Regions from separate parts of the Mus musculus genome. Here regions 2, 3, 4 and 5 are each linked to region 1. Evidence: chromatin contacts called from public HiChIP or PLAC-seq and Micro-C data. All regions are on one chromosome and are shown on one strand. Each heading gives the region's core, a stretch centred on a gene start, on an enhancer-like site or on the middle of the called end of the contact. The rest is flanking DNA. Distances are from core to core; before and after follow the strand shown. Region 1 holds the start of Crebzf (CREB/ATF bZIP transcription factor). Region 2 overlaps Picalm (phosphatidylinositol binding clathrin assembly protein). Region 3 overlaps Ccdc83 (coiled-coil domain containing 83). Region 4 has its middle 17 kb from the start of Sytl2. Region 5 holds the start of Sytl2 (synaptotagmin-like 2).

What was found. A called contact is a pair of places that touch in the nucleus more often than the background predicts. HiChIP or PLAC-seq counts read pairs in DNA pulled down with a chosen protein or histone mark.
Region 2: an H3K4me3 HiChIP or PLAC-seq map of stem cell-derived neural progenitor cells shows a contact between it and region 1, with 39 read pairs. The contact joins the enhancer-like site here to the promoter of Crebzf in region 1. A contact is called at or near these places in 7 of 39 promoter capture datasets (the C10 cell line, the HPC-7 cell line, cranial neural crest and 4 more), 3 of 484 Hi-C or Micro-C datasets (Th1 cells, cortical neurons and embryonic stem cells), 13 of 115 datasets of contacts at active chromatin or transcription factors (the 230-238 cell line, DN3 thymocytes, the SCID.adh cell line and 9 more) and 3 of 9 other capture datasets (adipose tissue, liver and pancreatic islet).
Region 3: an H3K27ac HiChIP or PLAC-seq map of epiblast stem cells shows a contact between it and region 1. The contact joins the enhancer-like site here to the promoter of Crebzf in region 1. A contact is called at or near these places in 2 of 39 promoter capture datasets (the HPC-7 cell line and embryonic stem cells), 7 of 115 datasets of contacts at active chromatin or transcription factors (the SCID.adh cell line, T-cell acute lymphoblastic leukemia, bone marrow-derived macrophages and 4 more) and 1 of 9 other capture datasets (liver).
Region 4: a Micro-C map of muscle stem cells shows a contact between it and region 1, with 4 times the contacts expected there. The contact joins the enhancer-like site here to the promoter of Crebzf in region 1. A contact is called at or near these places in 1 of 39 promoter capture datasets (3T3-L1-derived adipocytes), 3 of 15 datasets of contacts at CTCF or cohesin (CD8 T cells, the NIH/3T3 cell line and pro-B cells), 7 of 484 Hi-C or Micro-C datasets (the C2C12 cell line, Th1 cells, Th2 cells and 4 more), 18 of 115 datasets of contacts at active chromatin or transcription factors (the 230-238 cell line, CD8 T cells, DN3 thymocytes and 14 more) and 3 of 9 other capture datasets (adipose tissue, liver and pancreatic islet).
Region 5: an H3K4me3 HiChIP or PLAC-seq map of pro-B cells shows a contact between it and region 1, with 3 times the contacts expected there. The contact joins the promoter of Sytl2 here to the promoter of Crebzf in region 1. A contact is called at or near these places in 2 of 39 promoter capture datasets (maxillary cranial neural crest and pre-B cells), 1 of 15 datasets of contacts at CTCF or cohesin (CD8 T cells), 2 of 484 Hi-C or Micro-C datasets (group 2 innate lymphoid cells and muscle stem cells), 16 of 115 datasets of contacts at active chromatin or transcription factors (the 230-238 cell line, CD8 T cells, DN3 thymocytes and 13 more) and 3 of 9 other capture datasets (adipose tissue, liver and pancreatic islet).

The regions. Positions count from the first base shown.
Region 1 is chr7:90,441,486-90,444,091 of GRCm38.p6, reverse strand. It overlaps Crebzf (CREB/ATF bZIP transcription factor), which reads right to left and starts at 1,311. Exons shown (of 1, transcript NM_145151.3): 1 at 1-1,311. The coding sequence starts at 1,077. The coding sequence ends at 1.
Region 2 is chr7:90,204,319-90,206,924 of GRCm38.p6, reverse strand. The region is part of intron 19 of Picalm (phosphatidylinositol binding clathrin assembly protein); the gene reads right to left. Among named protein-coding and RNA genes, the nearest start is that of Ccdc83, 60 kb to the left of the region's middle. Within about 2 kb of position 1,279, at least 8 of the 459 cell types and tissues checked have an H3K27ac peak or open chromatin away from gene starts, as enhancers often do. A contact at or near this core is called in stem cell-derived neural progenitor cells, where this site is marked.
Region 3 is chr7:90,232,884-90,235,489 of GRCm38.p6, reverse strand. All of the region lies in intron 7 of Ccdc83 (coiled-coil domain containing 83), which reads left to right. Among named protein-coding and RNA genes, the nearest start is that of Ccdc83, 31 kb to the left of the region's middle. Within about 2 kb of position 1,324, at least 44 of the 459 cell types and tissues checked have an H3K27ac peak or open chromatin away from gene starts, as enhancers often do. A contact at or near this core is called in epiblast stem cells, where this site is marked.
Region 4 is chr7:90,284,049-90,286,654 of GRCm38.p6, reverse strand. No RefSeq gene overlaps it. Among named protein-coding and RNA genes, the nearest start is that of Sytl2, 17 kb to the left of the region's middle. Within about 2 kb of position 1,329, at least 36 of the 459 cell types and tissues checked have an H3K27ac peak or open chromatin away from gene starts, as enhancers often do. A contact at or near this core is called in CD8 T cells, DN3 thymocytes, the SCID.adh cell line and 4 more, where this site is marked.
Region 5 is chr7:90,301,142-90,303,747 of GRCm38.p6, reverse strand. Sytl2 (synaptotagmin-like 2) reads right to left here and starts at 1,319. Exons shown (of 20, transcript NM_001368878.1): 1 at 1,005-1,319.

The DNA.
Region 1 (2,606 bases), core at 62-2,561:
CTACATTTTAAGAGACGACGACGCCTTCCGAGCGCACGCCGAGCAGAACTCCACCGACACCTTATCCTTGTCCACATGGAGACACACTCCTCCCGCCGCGTCGTCCTCTTCCCGCGGCTCCGGCGGCTGCTTCCCCACCGGCAGGGCGTAGTCGTGGTCGCCGGCGGGCGAGTCTCTGAAGAGGGAGGTGGTCAGCCGCAGTCCCACGCCGCTCAGTCGGCTCAGCAGGCGAGCTAGTCCGGTCTCGTTGGCCAGGACGGCCCGTAGGTAGCGACTCTCCTCCTGCAGTGCTTGCACGCGCTTGCCCAGCTCCCGATTCTCGGCCCGCAGCTCCTGGTTCTCGGCTGCCAGTCCCCGGACCCGACTCTCCAGCCCCATCACGTACTCCTTCTTCTTGAGCCGATTAAGACGGGCAGCGGCCGCCGCCGCCTTCCGGGGACTCTTGGTCGCCGCCTGGTTGCCGTCGTTGGCGCCACCGCCTCCTGCTCCCGGGGACTTTCTCCGCCTCTTCTCCCCGCCGCCGCGGTCACCGCCGCTGCTGCAGCCTCCGATGCCGTTCAACAGCCTCTGCAGCAAGTCGGAGAAGCGCTGCATCTCGGCGGCCGCGGTGTCGTCGTCGTCGTCCCCCCTCAACAGGCCGCCGCTCTCCGAGCCTCCGCCGGACGAGGACAGGGGCCCGGGCGAGCTGAGCCCGGGCTCCAGGTGCCAGTCCGGTTGCCGAGGGTCCAGCAGATCGGCCAGCTCCAGCCCGGAGAGAAAGTCCATGTCCTCCGGCTCTTCCTTGGGGACCATGGCGATCGCGTCCTCCTCCTCCTCCTCCATCTTCAGGGGCGAGGGCGCGGGCGCGCGCACGGCCACGCTGCCGCGGCTCCCGCTCCGGGCCTCCGGCTCGCCCCCGTCCCCGTCCCCGTGAGGTTGCTCGCGGTCAGGCGATCCGGGCCTCGGGGTCTCCGCCCCCGCGGCTGCCCCGCTCGGCTCCCGGGGCGGCGCGCGCGTGGCGGGCGGCTCCCGGCTGTCGCGGCGGCTCGGGAAGTCGCGGCCCGAGGCTGCCAGCAGCTTGGTCAGGCTGTGCCTCATGGGGCTGAGCGGCGGGCCCGGGTAGGCCGCAGCCACTCCGACCCCGGGCCCCCAGCGCGCAGAGCCACGGCGCCGGGCCGACCGCAGGCGCGGGGCAAGGTCCGAGTGGCCTCCGGCGGCCGCCCAACCCCCCGCACGAGGCGGGGGGAAGGCAGTGGAAGCGCGAAGCGGCGAGGCCCGGGGGAGGACTCGGCCGCGCCACCCAGACAGCGGCCTGGCCGGAAGTTACTCTCTGCCCACCCCGCCCACAAAAACGCGCTTCGCTCCAGCCAGAGTATCGCGAGATTCCGAGTGCTTTCGAGGTGCAGTAACTTCGGCTTTGCGGTGATGTCATAGGAGCAGCAGGCAAAACACAATAAAACCTAGTTTCCACCCCCCCCCCACTCATCGGTACTACCCGGTACCACTCTCCTCGATCCAATATGACATCTAGACATATTTGACGTAGCTATATTAAAAAAAAACTGTTTTTGTGAACGCTTTTATTTTTGCTGTTTCTCTCTAAACTGCAAGCAAAAAACAGCACGCATAAGGAAATAGTCCCCGTTAAAACAAAAGACTTTAAATCAGAAGTGTTACCAAATTCTGGGGAACGCAGTCACGTACTGACACTAACTCCCCAGGCGACATTCAGAGGTCCTTAGTCTCAGAAAATGATCTTTCATAATACTATTACTGCTATTATTGTCATTATTACATCATTTTTATTTATCATTTGTTTTTGCAATAAGGGTCACTTGCAGAATTAGCTCCTTTGCCAAGAGTGGGTGGTTGGTTTGTTTACTGGTCTCTTGTTTTGCTGTTTGTTTTCTGCTTTTTTTTTCTTTTGTCAAGTCATGGTAGTTACTTAGGCTTTTTCCGTTTTTAAAATACCAGCTTTTTGAAAAGACCAAGTCTTGAACAAAACACTTCACTTTTTATTCAATGAGTTCATGCACATAGCACTGATGTAACGAATTCTTTTAAGCCTCACTACACATTGGGCCAATAGTGCGGGGGGGGGGGGGGGGGGGGGGGGGGGGGGGGGGGGGGGGGGGGGCTTCTGCAACCACCAGGACAAACAAAGTAATGTAATTCAGTTTAACACACTGAGTAGCCAGTGTTGATTCAAACTTCAAGAGTATGATCCCAGAGTTCTTAATTTTAGGCATTTTTTTTAAATCATTTTATTTTATTTTATTTTTTTAGATTTATTTATTATTTATTATATGTAAGTACACTGTAGCTGTCCTCAGACACTCCAGAAGAGGGAGTCAGATCTCATTACGGATGGTTGTGAGCCACCATGTGGTTGCTGGGATTTGAACTCCTGACCTTCGGAAGAGCAGTTGGGTGCTCTTACCCACTGAGCCATCTCACCAGCCCAATTTTAGGCATTTTTAAGCAAAGCACAGTTTGGTGGAAGAGTTTCCTGCTGATAATCGAGAGTATGCAGCAATATGACCTGACCACCATGAAACTCTGTGTAAAAGTATGCATGACATCTTCCATAAAGACAAATGTCTTAATTAGGGTTTCCATTGCTGTGA
Region 2 (2,606 bases), core at 30-2,529, 240 kb after region 1:
AGGTATTCTCCTGCCCTTAAGTAAAAACCAAGTTGTAGCTGGGAAGCAGAGGTAGGTAGATCTCTTGTGAGTTTGAGGCTAGCCTGATCTACAGAATGAGTTCTAGGACAGTCAGTACTACATACAGACCCTGTCTAAAACAAAATAAAACAAAACAAAACAAAACTAAACTAAAGTAAAACCAAACCAAACAAACAAACAAACAAAAAAATCAAATAAATAAATAAATAATTTTTAAAAGTTACTATCTTGAACAAAGGGAACACATAAAATTCAACTCTTTAAAACTTAAGCTACTTCTAACCAAGATGTAAAAGTGGGGCAGGCATTTTCTACAGTTCTTGTAAGAATGACAAACACCTTATTTTTAAGGGTGATATTTGACCACACCCAGTGGCTGTGAGCAGTGGATGCTTGTGTTAAGATGGTCCCCCCTCTCACTGATTTTAACTATGTTAAAGCTATGTTCCAAGGTGGTTTCTTCTTTTGTCCTATCTCAAACTGTTTTTATTCTCCACATAAAGAACAGAAGAGGAGGAGGCAGCTGAGGTGCAGAAGGAATGCAGACTCCTTTAAATAAACAAAGGAGAAGGTGCATGGTTTCAGTGTTGGCAATCTTGGCTTAAGTATCCACATCCCCATCGCCCCCACACGCAGCAATACCTAAGTGACTTATAAGAAGTCCTCCAGAGAGAGCTCTGCAAAGGGGTCCTTTCCTGCAGCTCTGTGAGGACTGTGCCTGGAGGGGCTGGATGCTGCCGACAGCTGGGGGAAAGAAGACAGAGACAGGGAAGAAAAAGATCTCAGAATGACAGAACATGAGAGCAGAAAGTGTAATGAAGGAAGAGGGGTTTTGTCACCTTTAGTAAATATAAAAGTAGCCTCTGTAGAAAATGGGTTTTAAAAAAATGCTACTGCATGTCAAGTTAAAAGATATTCAATGGCATGGTTTTCCAGAGAACGAATGCATGCCTCTGAAACATGAAATGAAAGTCTTTATCTGTAAAAGCTGATATACACTGACTTAAGTCAAGACTGTCAGCATCAGGGAGGAGAGGGAGTACAGGAGAAAGGATGCATAACTGTGATCTGAAAAAACAAATTGAAGCTAGTTTCCTGTTTTCAGACATCTGTCCACAGTCAGTCCAAACTGACTTCTGTTCGGATCCCACATTTCCAAATGCAATATTCCTTCCTGCCTTCTTCCCACTGGGCACAAAGTCCTGCCCTTGGGTCTCTACCCTGCGGCAGGGGCCCACACAATGGGAACTAAGCGAAGAAATCTCTGAATAAGGGAAACAGGCCTCTGCTTTGTTTCCAGTCTGAAAATACTTATTCATCATGCTTTCAGAATTTGCCCCTTCTTTTACTTTGAAGAGGAAACTGACCACTGCACCAAGTAACACTATCTTTACTACCAAAGACAAGAGTTTTTCTGAATAATTAAGATGTTACTTGTGCACATGTCCAAGTGTTTCACCAAGCTGATCTACAAGCATTTAAAACTCAACATAAGCAACTTTTAGTTTGAAAAAAAGTTTTATTCTGTTTCTCCCTCACTATAGGATCATAGAGGAGTTTGCAATTACAGAGTCATTATGAAAAGAATTGTGTTTAGGGATATTTAGTAAAGCATTAAATTAAAATTAAGTAAAACAACTTCAATTCATATTCCCAACCCTTAAATCAGATGAATAATTTGAAGTCACAAAATGAAAATCTCTTTGCTGGTTTAAAAATTACTGTCCCCCCGCTTCCCACCCTGGTTTTTCAAAACACGGTTACTCTGTGTTGCCCTGCATGTCCTGGAACTCACTCTGTAGACCAGGTTAGCCTCAAACACAAGAGATTTGCTTGCCTCTGCTTCCCAAGTTCTGGGATTAAAGGTATGATCACTACAGCCTATTTCATCGCTTTTTAAGTTTTGCTTTTACGTTTGCTTCTTTGCTTCTGTTTTGCTTTGTTTTAAAGAAAAACACCATAAAGAATGATTAGGCAATGAGTTTCAAAAAATACTATCTCACCAGTGTAAGTAATTTGCCATTCAGGGCATTATAACCAACTTACAAATCTGAAAATCATCTTTTGTTATTCTGGTCACCAAGATTGTTTCCCAATCCACATACTGTTTTAGAAATACGTGTTCAAAGACAGTAAGAAGAGACAATAGAAGGATAATGGACTTGTACACGCAGCTATAGACAGGAGGACAGGGCAATGTGTTACAATACCCGCCACTCTAAGGGCAGCGTAAAGTAGAACCTAGCTGGAAAGATGCCCCAGCCTTCTTCCTGGGACCATGGACAGATGACTGTTCAGAAGGCAAGGGTTTCAAATACTCATTAATCATTGAGATGTGGGGCAAACTTTAGTATTTCCTTCCACTCTTAACTTCACTTACAAACCAACCTGTTCATTTTACACTGTATCTAAATGACACTTTCTTACAAGGGCCCTATACTAAAATGTCTCCTTAAATCATGTTTTCAGGTGGGTAGCAGTTTGAAGACCTGATAGCATCAGAAGAAAATGTCCCCGAAGAACACAAAAGGGACACCATCATTCTTAAAACATGAGCATGCTGCCAGGAGTCCTAGAGTTTTACA
Region 3 (2,606 bases), core at 75-2,574, 210 kb after region 1:
CACACACGCACACACACACACACACACAAGACAGACAGGTGTGAGATCCAGCTGCAAGCTGTTGGGTGAAACTGGCGATACCATTTGTCCAGATGTTCCATGGATAGTGCACACTGTTTGGGAAGCCTTGGGGACCCTTTGCTCAGGGTCTGTGTATGCTGTAGAGCATAGGGATGCAAGAGGAGCAGAAAACAAGTATTGCCACCGTCTCCATCAATAAGAAGCATCCCTGGGATTTCCCTTACACAGAACAAAGCAGTTATCCTCCACCTAGGAGCTTGCAGGCTCTCTCCCAAGAACGCTGAAATCATCTGATGATACACAGTTGCTAGCATAGATGTGAGACAATTATATGCAAAAAAAGGTATATATTTCTAATTATGGCATTCATGAGATCACAATGTAAGCCCTTGCTTTCTCAACTCAAAATACTCCTCCTGCCCTGCCGTGCCTATTTACAGACTTCAGCTTACTCTTTCAGCCACAGGAGAAACTTGGAGTGGAAACAGTCCTACGTATGCAGTGGTGGAGACAATACCACCATCCCACTGACCCTTGCTAACAGGACCAGATATGGGTTACTAAGAACGACCGGACAAATCTGAAGAGAAAGCCAGGCAAGCTGGAGAATAGAAGTGCACACCGCTCCTACTAATCAAAGCCACTGCTGAAAGACGCCGGTGGGAAATTCAGAAATTTGAAAAGGAGCTTTTATTAATACCAAAAAATTGTGAGAGCCAGTTTATTTAGAAAACAGGATCCCTCAAGGCCAAAATAATCAAATATAAAATAGAATGCAGAATGCACTCTCTCGGAGCAGGACAAGACACATCACTAATGTAGGAGGCACAGCACCCAAGCAATATTAACTCTAAAAAGATAACGCAGAAACAAACATCAGCAGGACACTAGGGGGGAAAAAAAATCCCTGTTCTTTTAAAATGGCAAACAAAGGAAGGCGGAACGGATGAGCAGGAAGCCGGCACTGGCGTCAGTAAGGACATTCAGTGGAGAATGTTTTTGAACTTGGAATTCTATACTCCACTCAACTAGACTAAAGGGCAAAAACAAAGCAAAAGCAAAAGCAAAAAAAAAAAAAAAACAACAACAACAACAAAAAAAACCTATTCCCAGAATTTCAAGGGCTGGGACATTTACTTCTCAATCATCCTCGGGAATTTACCTAACATCATACGTAACAACACAAGCTAGTATACAGAGAAAAAAAGAAGGAAACAGGAAACGCTGGCCTCCCCTAAACTCCAGGGAAGAAATGCCTGAGGATAATTGCATTGCAGGCCCAAAAGGCATCCAGATTAGGGATGATGTCATTTCCAGGCTCCAAACCCACGCACCCATCAGCCAGCTGCAACTCCATGGAAGCTCACCACAGGCATCTCCAACTCCTGAATTGACAACAGCTGCCTCTTTCCCTGAAACTGCTTCTGGTCCCATGTTCTGCCTGTCCCACTTAAGGACCCCACCACAGTTATGTAGTCACCCAAGAAGGGATTTTAGGAGTCCTGAAGAAATGTCTTTTTCAGTCTCCAAATCCAGAAAGGCTCTAAGTCCTGTCTTTAAGCACTGCTTGCTGGTCTGCCTCTGCCCTACTCCAGGCCCACATTAGCCACATCCCTTCTGTAAGTGATGCCTTCCTGGCTTTCCTGCCCTTAAGCCAGACTCTTCCTTCCCCTTTCCCCTCTACAGAGGTCTTCTAGCGATGTAGGCTGGACACACATTGTGTACCACATTGACAGGTTTGGAATTATGATGGGTAATAGCGTCAACTTGACAAAATCTGGAATGTTCTGGAAGACATAACCCTGGGGATATATAAGGTGGGAAGACACATCCAGAATGTGGGCACTATTTCATGGCCTAGGGTCCTAGTCTGAATAAAACAAGAGTAAGCAAGCCGAGCACACCAGCGTCCATTGCCCAGCCTTCCTGACTACAATGCAGTGTGACCCACTGCTCCATGGGCCTGCTGCCATGCCAACCTAACCATGACAACCCCAAGCCACTTGGATCTTCAAACAATGAGCCATACATATCCTAAAGGCACCCAAGTCAACATGTCCACTGTGGAATATTAAATTCCTCATCCATCCAGAAACACTAATAAGAACCAACAAGAACGCCACTTTAAAGCTTGTCCCATTCTCTTCCCTGTCCCCCATCTGTCGGAGTAGAGTAAGGGTCTAGAAAACTAGGAGACAATTTCTATACTGTTTCAGCAATATTGTCAAGTAGCTTTACTGTGTATGAGATGGGTGTTAAGGGAGCAAACTGGGCCTTGTGCACACTAGGCAAGGGTTCGGCCCCCTGGCCCCAGCCCTGGCCTTTTCCCTTTTCCTTTAGATTTTACCTGATTTTTTGCTGTGTTGGTTACTGAGCCCAGAGCCTTGTGCATAGTCGGCAAGAACTGCAGCCCCAGCCCCTGTTGTTTGAAGACAAGGTTTCCCATTGGCCAGGCTACCTTTGAACTTGCTCTGGGTTCTGCATTCACCTAAACCCTGCCTCAGCCTCTTGAGTAGCTAGGATTGCAGGACTGTGCCACCAGTGCCAGCCTGACAATTGTCAAATTAACTTTGTAAAGTCATGTT
Region 4 (2,606 bases), core at 80-2,579, 160 kb after region 1:
CCAGAAGATCCAATATCCAAAGCCTTCTTCTTCTGACCCCCATGGGCACCAGGCACATACCTGCTATACAGGCAAACACTCTTAAAATCAAAATAAATCTTAAAAATTAAAAAAACAACTCACTTTAAAATTTTTTAGGGTTGACATTAGTTCCTGGATGCAGAGGTTGTGGACACAGTTGAGATCTGTGGCCCTCAGGTCAGCCTCAGGGTTATAATCATTGGGTAGGCCACGGGTAAGTCTGTCTAATGTCTCAGATCGTATCACAGAGGGATCCTGGTCCTCTGCAACGGTATTTCTCAAACAAAACAGCTTAAGACTATGATAACCCACAGTGGGATGTGGGAAGCCACAGTAGGCAAAGTACAAAGGCAGGGTGCTCAGCTGCTATCTCTAAGGACCCAGTGTTTTCATGTGCTGGATGTGCGTTTGTTAATGTACTGAGTGTGTGTCATTTTTGACATACTGAGGGTCCAGCATATTTTTAACGTATTCCACTGCTTTTATTTTCAGTTTTTAGTTTTAAATGTCACTGTATTATTAGTCCAAGCTTCTCACTGCCCAACTAGGACAGGAACCTGAAAGTACCCTCCATACCCAGTTTGTTCCTGCCCCCAAATTAGCATAAAAATTATGTTTTTGCACAATGGGCACAAAAGTGTGTTTTGACATGGTATGTTATTTATATTCATGGTGCTTGACCTTGAATGTATATTAGGATTATCTGGAGAGCTTGCCAAGGACTTTTACGTCCTACCTTCAGAGTGGTAGGAAGGTACGTCCTACCTTCAGAGACTAGGTGGGAGACCAAGAATTTACTTTCCTAATTAGTTTCCGGTGATGTTGACTGTGATAGTTGAAGACTATACTCTGAACACTAGTTGTCTGCGGGATATCAAACAATTAATTAAACTAAATTGACCAGGGAATTGTGTATCTCACTAATTTATTTCACTTGGCGTTAATAATAAAGGGACATATGCCCTTCAGAATCTGCAACGCATACCATACCACTACATCATCAGTACATAGCTGTGATAGCCCATCACATCAAAGATCCTTCACTCTCTATTGAGAGTGATACTCTGGACACATCACCTCGTCCAGTCGGCAGTGCGGGGTCAGTCCTTGTGTACACATCTCACTGTGTACACGCCTCTCCTCTAGGAAGACACAAGTTTCTCAGAAGTGTCTTTCAAACTATGAAGACAAGAATCCAAGGATCCCCTAACTACCCTATCCCTCAACGGGACAACCCTGAAGTTTGTCTAAACGACCGCTCAGGATATCAGAAATCAGGTGGAATTCTTGTTGCTCACAACAGGACCCACCCACCAGCACACCTTTTCCTGTTTCACTTTCTGACCGGCTTCTTGGGATCACTTCCGGTCTAAGCTACCTTTATACGATGTCTTAGATCAACTTTTTAGGAGAAATAAAGCTAAGATGGTCTGCCTCAGAGCTCTTCCCCAAACTCAAGTATGTGTGGCTATTGCTTAGCTTTCAGTTCTGTGTCTCTGGGTCTCATTCACGGGTCTCAGCTTGGACCCAAGACAGGTACTGATGGTGAGCGTTTGTAAATCAGTAAGTCAGTTAGCAACAGCAGAGCTACTGGCTGGTGAGCCGTGCTGGAATATATGATTCAGTCACAGTGTGCTTAAGCAGTCACTCCAGAAAGAGGCCTAAGTTCACCAAGATGAGACATATAAGGGACGTCAGCTAAAAAGCAAACAAAAGATAGAAAGCATCTGTCAGTTTTGGAATAGATAAGCTCGGCAAATATTTGAATTTGAGGAGTGGAGTTTTCAGCAGTGACGGCCATTTGTCACACATTTGTCACGCCAGTGTGCAAAACTCCAAGAGGGAAGGAAAAAAACTAAGAAATAAGTCCTCAAAATTCCGAGGGGGAAGGAAAAGAGCTAAGAAATAAGTCCTCAAACAGAAGCCAATTAAGGGAAAATCGATACTTTCGGTATTTTTGTTTTAAAAACGGAGTCAAATCTTATCCAAAATACAAAAACAATTCATGTATCACTCTGGAGAGTTTTTGGTGGCTTAGTTTTTTTTTTTTTTCAAAAACATCATAAAACAAACAAAAACGGGAGAAAAAAAAGGTGGCAGGTGACAGCCAGGCACAAACTGCTAGGATCTCTAGGGAGCAAACAACAGCTGGACAACTGCCATCTCAGAAATGGGTATTAGCAGAAAAACAGTGGTCTCAGTTACAAAGAGAGAAAGGGAATTTTGGAAAGCAGGCTAGTCGAGGACTCAGCTCAGAAGCAGAGGTCCTGGTCTGCCTGGTTTACTGAGAGAACCCAGAGCAGATATCACTGGACCACTCTGAGATCTGGCCCACAGAATGCCTCTGAGTAGGCAAGAAACTTTGGATCAGAACGCACAGTGTTCTGTGACATAGAAATCTGGTCTGAGCCACTCTCTGGAGTAGACATCACAGAGACAGGCCTGGTACCTGGCCACCTATGCAAGGGCAGGCATAGATGCAAGCCTATAACTCATGTTGATGAAAGGAACTACGAAGGTTGAGTAGGCACTATAGCCATCCCACGAGGGATGATACTCAAGGGGGACCAACACCTGTGCCCCAA
Region 5 (2,606 bases), core at 70-2,569, 140 kb after region 1:
GTGAGGCTTTGTGAGAATTTAGAAACACATTACATAGAGAACAGCGTCTGGTCCATAATAAATGTCTGTAAAAGAGAGATCAGCATCGCCCCTCCTCCCTCACTGAACCTCTCTTCTCCTTCCTGGACACTTTTAGTGGGTCCAAGAGTCTGATTTCAAATGTATGCCACTCCAAGAATGATGAAGGGCAGAGATGAAAGAAGTTGTTTGAGGGCCGGGTGCTAAAAAGCTCCAGTAACTGATTGAAGACCTCAGCCACTTTAAGCTAGCTTGCTTTGTCCTGGCTTCTCCATCTTGCAGACAGCAGGACCAGCATTCTAGCCAGAAAGGGTTGTCAGGAAGAGAGAAAGCTGGACAGCAATTTGGACCCCGCCGACCCTCCAGTTGTGTATCTGAACTGCCCCCTCTCCCCCACCCAGGCTTCCTCTGCACACTGCTATTAGACTGTAGGGTCAGAAAGCTGTGATTCAAAGCGTGTGTTTAGGCTCCCTCTCAACCCAGAGCCCACGTCCTGGAAGCTGCTGGTCACATACCAGCCCTTAGTAAAAAATGAGAACTTTTCAACGATGCAGGAAATGGAGCCCCTCATAGCCAAAGACGACTTATAAAGGGAGGAAAGGGGAGGAGGCACTGTGAGCGCAGAGACCCACTTCCTACCCCACTTCCTACCGCACTTCCTACGGCTGCTGGATGGGTCTTACACCCTGAAACACGCGGTTTTGCAGTTTGAAGCTGGCAAATCCCACCCATGTGACTTAACTCTATAGGATAAGAGGTCTGGTTGGGTGTAGAGGAAACTGTCCCAAAACAAATGTGTTAATTTTCAAACTAGAGTTCGCGGGGGGGGGGGGGTGCTTAGCTGGGTTCCTTCGCTGCACCTCTGCTGTTCCTCACCTGAGCACCCTGCGGGCGATTGCTCCGCAGCCAGGTCCCGCCAGTCTCCAGCCCCAGGTCTGGGGTCAAGCCTTCAAAGTACCACCCCCAATTCCGTCGCAACTGCCTACCTGGTGTCCCTAGCTTCGCGGACACACGGCGGCGAGGGCAGCAGAAGGAACTCCTAACTAAAGGAGAAACTGAGGGATGAAGCTTGTTGGTTGCCGCCCCGGTGGTTCACGTTGTAGCAGCCAGGATAGCAAGGACAACAAAAAAATCTCTCTCTACACCAACTCCTCCAGCTACTCCAAGACCCAGAGCAGGACCAGAAAGCAGTCCCAGCGACACCGCCAGTAGACAGAAAAGTCACACCCAGAGCGCGCGCCGAGTCTCCGCCGCAGCCCCGGCTGCCCGCTCTACCTCCTCCGGGCTGCCAACCTCTCTCTGCCGCCCAGCGCTCGCAGCCGGCTGCGCCACCCAGGTGTCGCCGCTGTTCGGGGCGGGCGGAGGGGAGGGCAGCGCGGGACCTTCCAGGGAGCACAGGGCTCGCCCCGCCCGCCCGCGCCTGCGGGGCCGCCTCCTGTGCTCTGGTCCCTGCGCTTGGCTTCTCTCCCTTCCAGGCCTCCTTCTCTACTTGTCAGTGAAGCAATCGAGTTTTTATCCAAAAGAACGGAAACGGCACTTTTTTTTTTTTTACGTCCCTATGCAAGAGGGTCGAGGATACCTTCCATCTGAAACGTAGGGACGGTCACCACCATGCGGGGAGAAGAGGTGCCTGTAATCTAGCAAAATGTTCTAACCCCTCCGGCCATCAGTTTCTTTCTCTCTTTCTTTCTTTCTTTCTTTCTTAATTTAAGTTTTATTGCATTATGACGAGAAAAGATACATAATTTCAATTTATCTGAATTTGTTAACACTTAAAAACATATTTTGAATAAATAGACTTACATCACATTCTTCTTTCCCTTTTGTACCCCAACTTCTCCCAGAGACGGCCCCCACTTCAAAACCTGCAATACCTTTTTTTTATCATATTCTCTTTTTTCCTTTTTTATTAAATATTTTCTTTATTTACATTTCAAATGTTATCCCCTTTCCTAGTTTCCCCTCTGAAAACTCCCTATCCTTTCTCCCCTCCCCCTGCTCCCCAAACCATCCACTCCCACTTCCTGGCCCTGGCATCCCCCTATACTGGAGCATAGAACCTTCACAGGACACCTCACACCAGTCAGGATGGCTAAGATAAAAAACTCAGGTGACAGCAGACGCTGGCAAGGATGTGGAGAAAGAGGAACACTCCTGCGTTGTTGGTGGGATTGCAAGCTGATACAACCACTCTGGAAATCAGTTTGGTGGTTCCTCAGAAAATTGAACATAGTACTACTGGAAGATCCAGCAATACCACTCCTGGGCATATACCCAGAAGATGCTCCAACTTGTAATAAGGACATATGCTCCACTATGTTCATAGCACCCTTATTTATAATAGGCAGAAACTGGAAAGAATCCAGATGTCCCTCAACAGAGTAATGGTTACAGAAATTGTGGCAAATTTACACAATGGAGTACTATGCAGCTATTAAAAACAATGAATTTATGAAATTCTTAGACAAATAGATGGATCTGGAGGATATTCATCCTAAGTGAGGGAACCCAATCACAAAAGAACTCATATAATATGCACTCACTGATAAGTGGATTTTAGCCCAGAAGCTCAGAATGCCCAAGACACA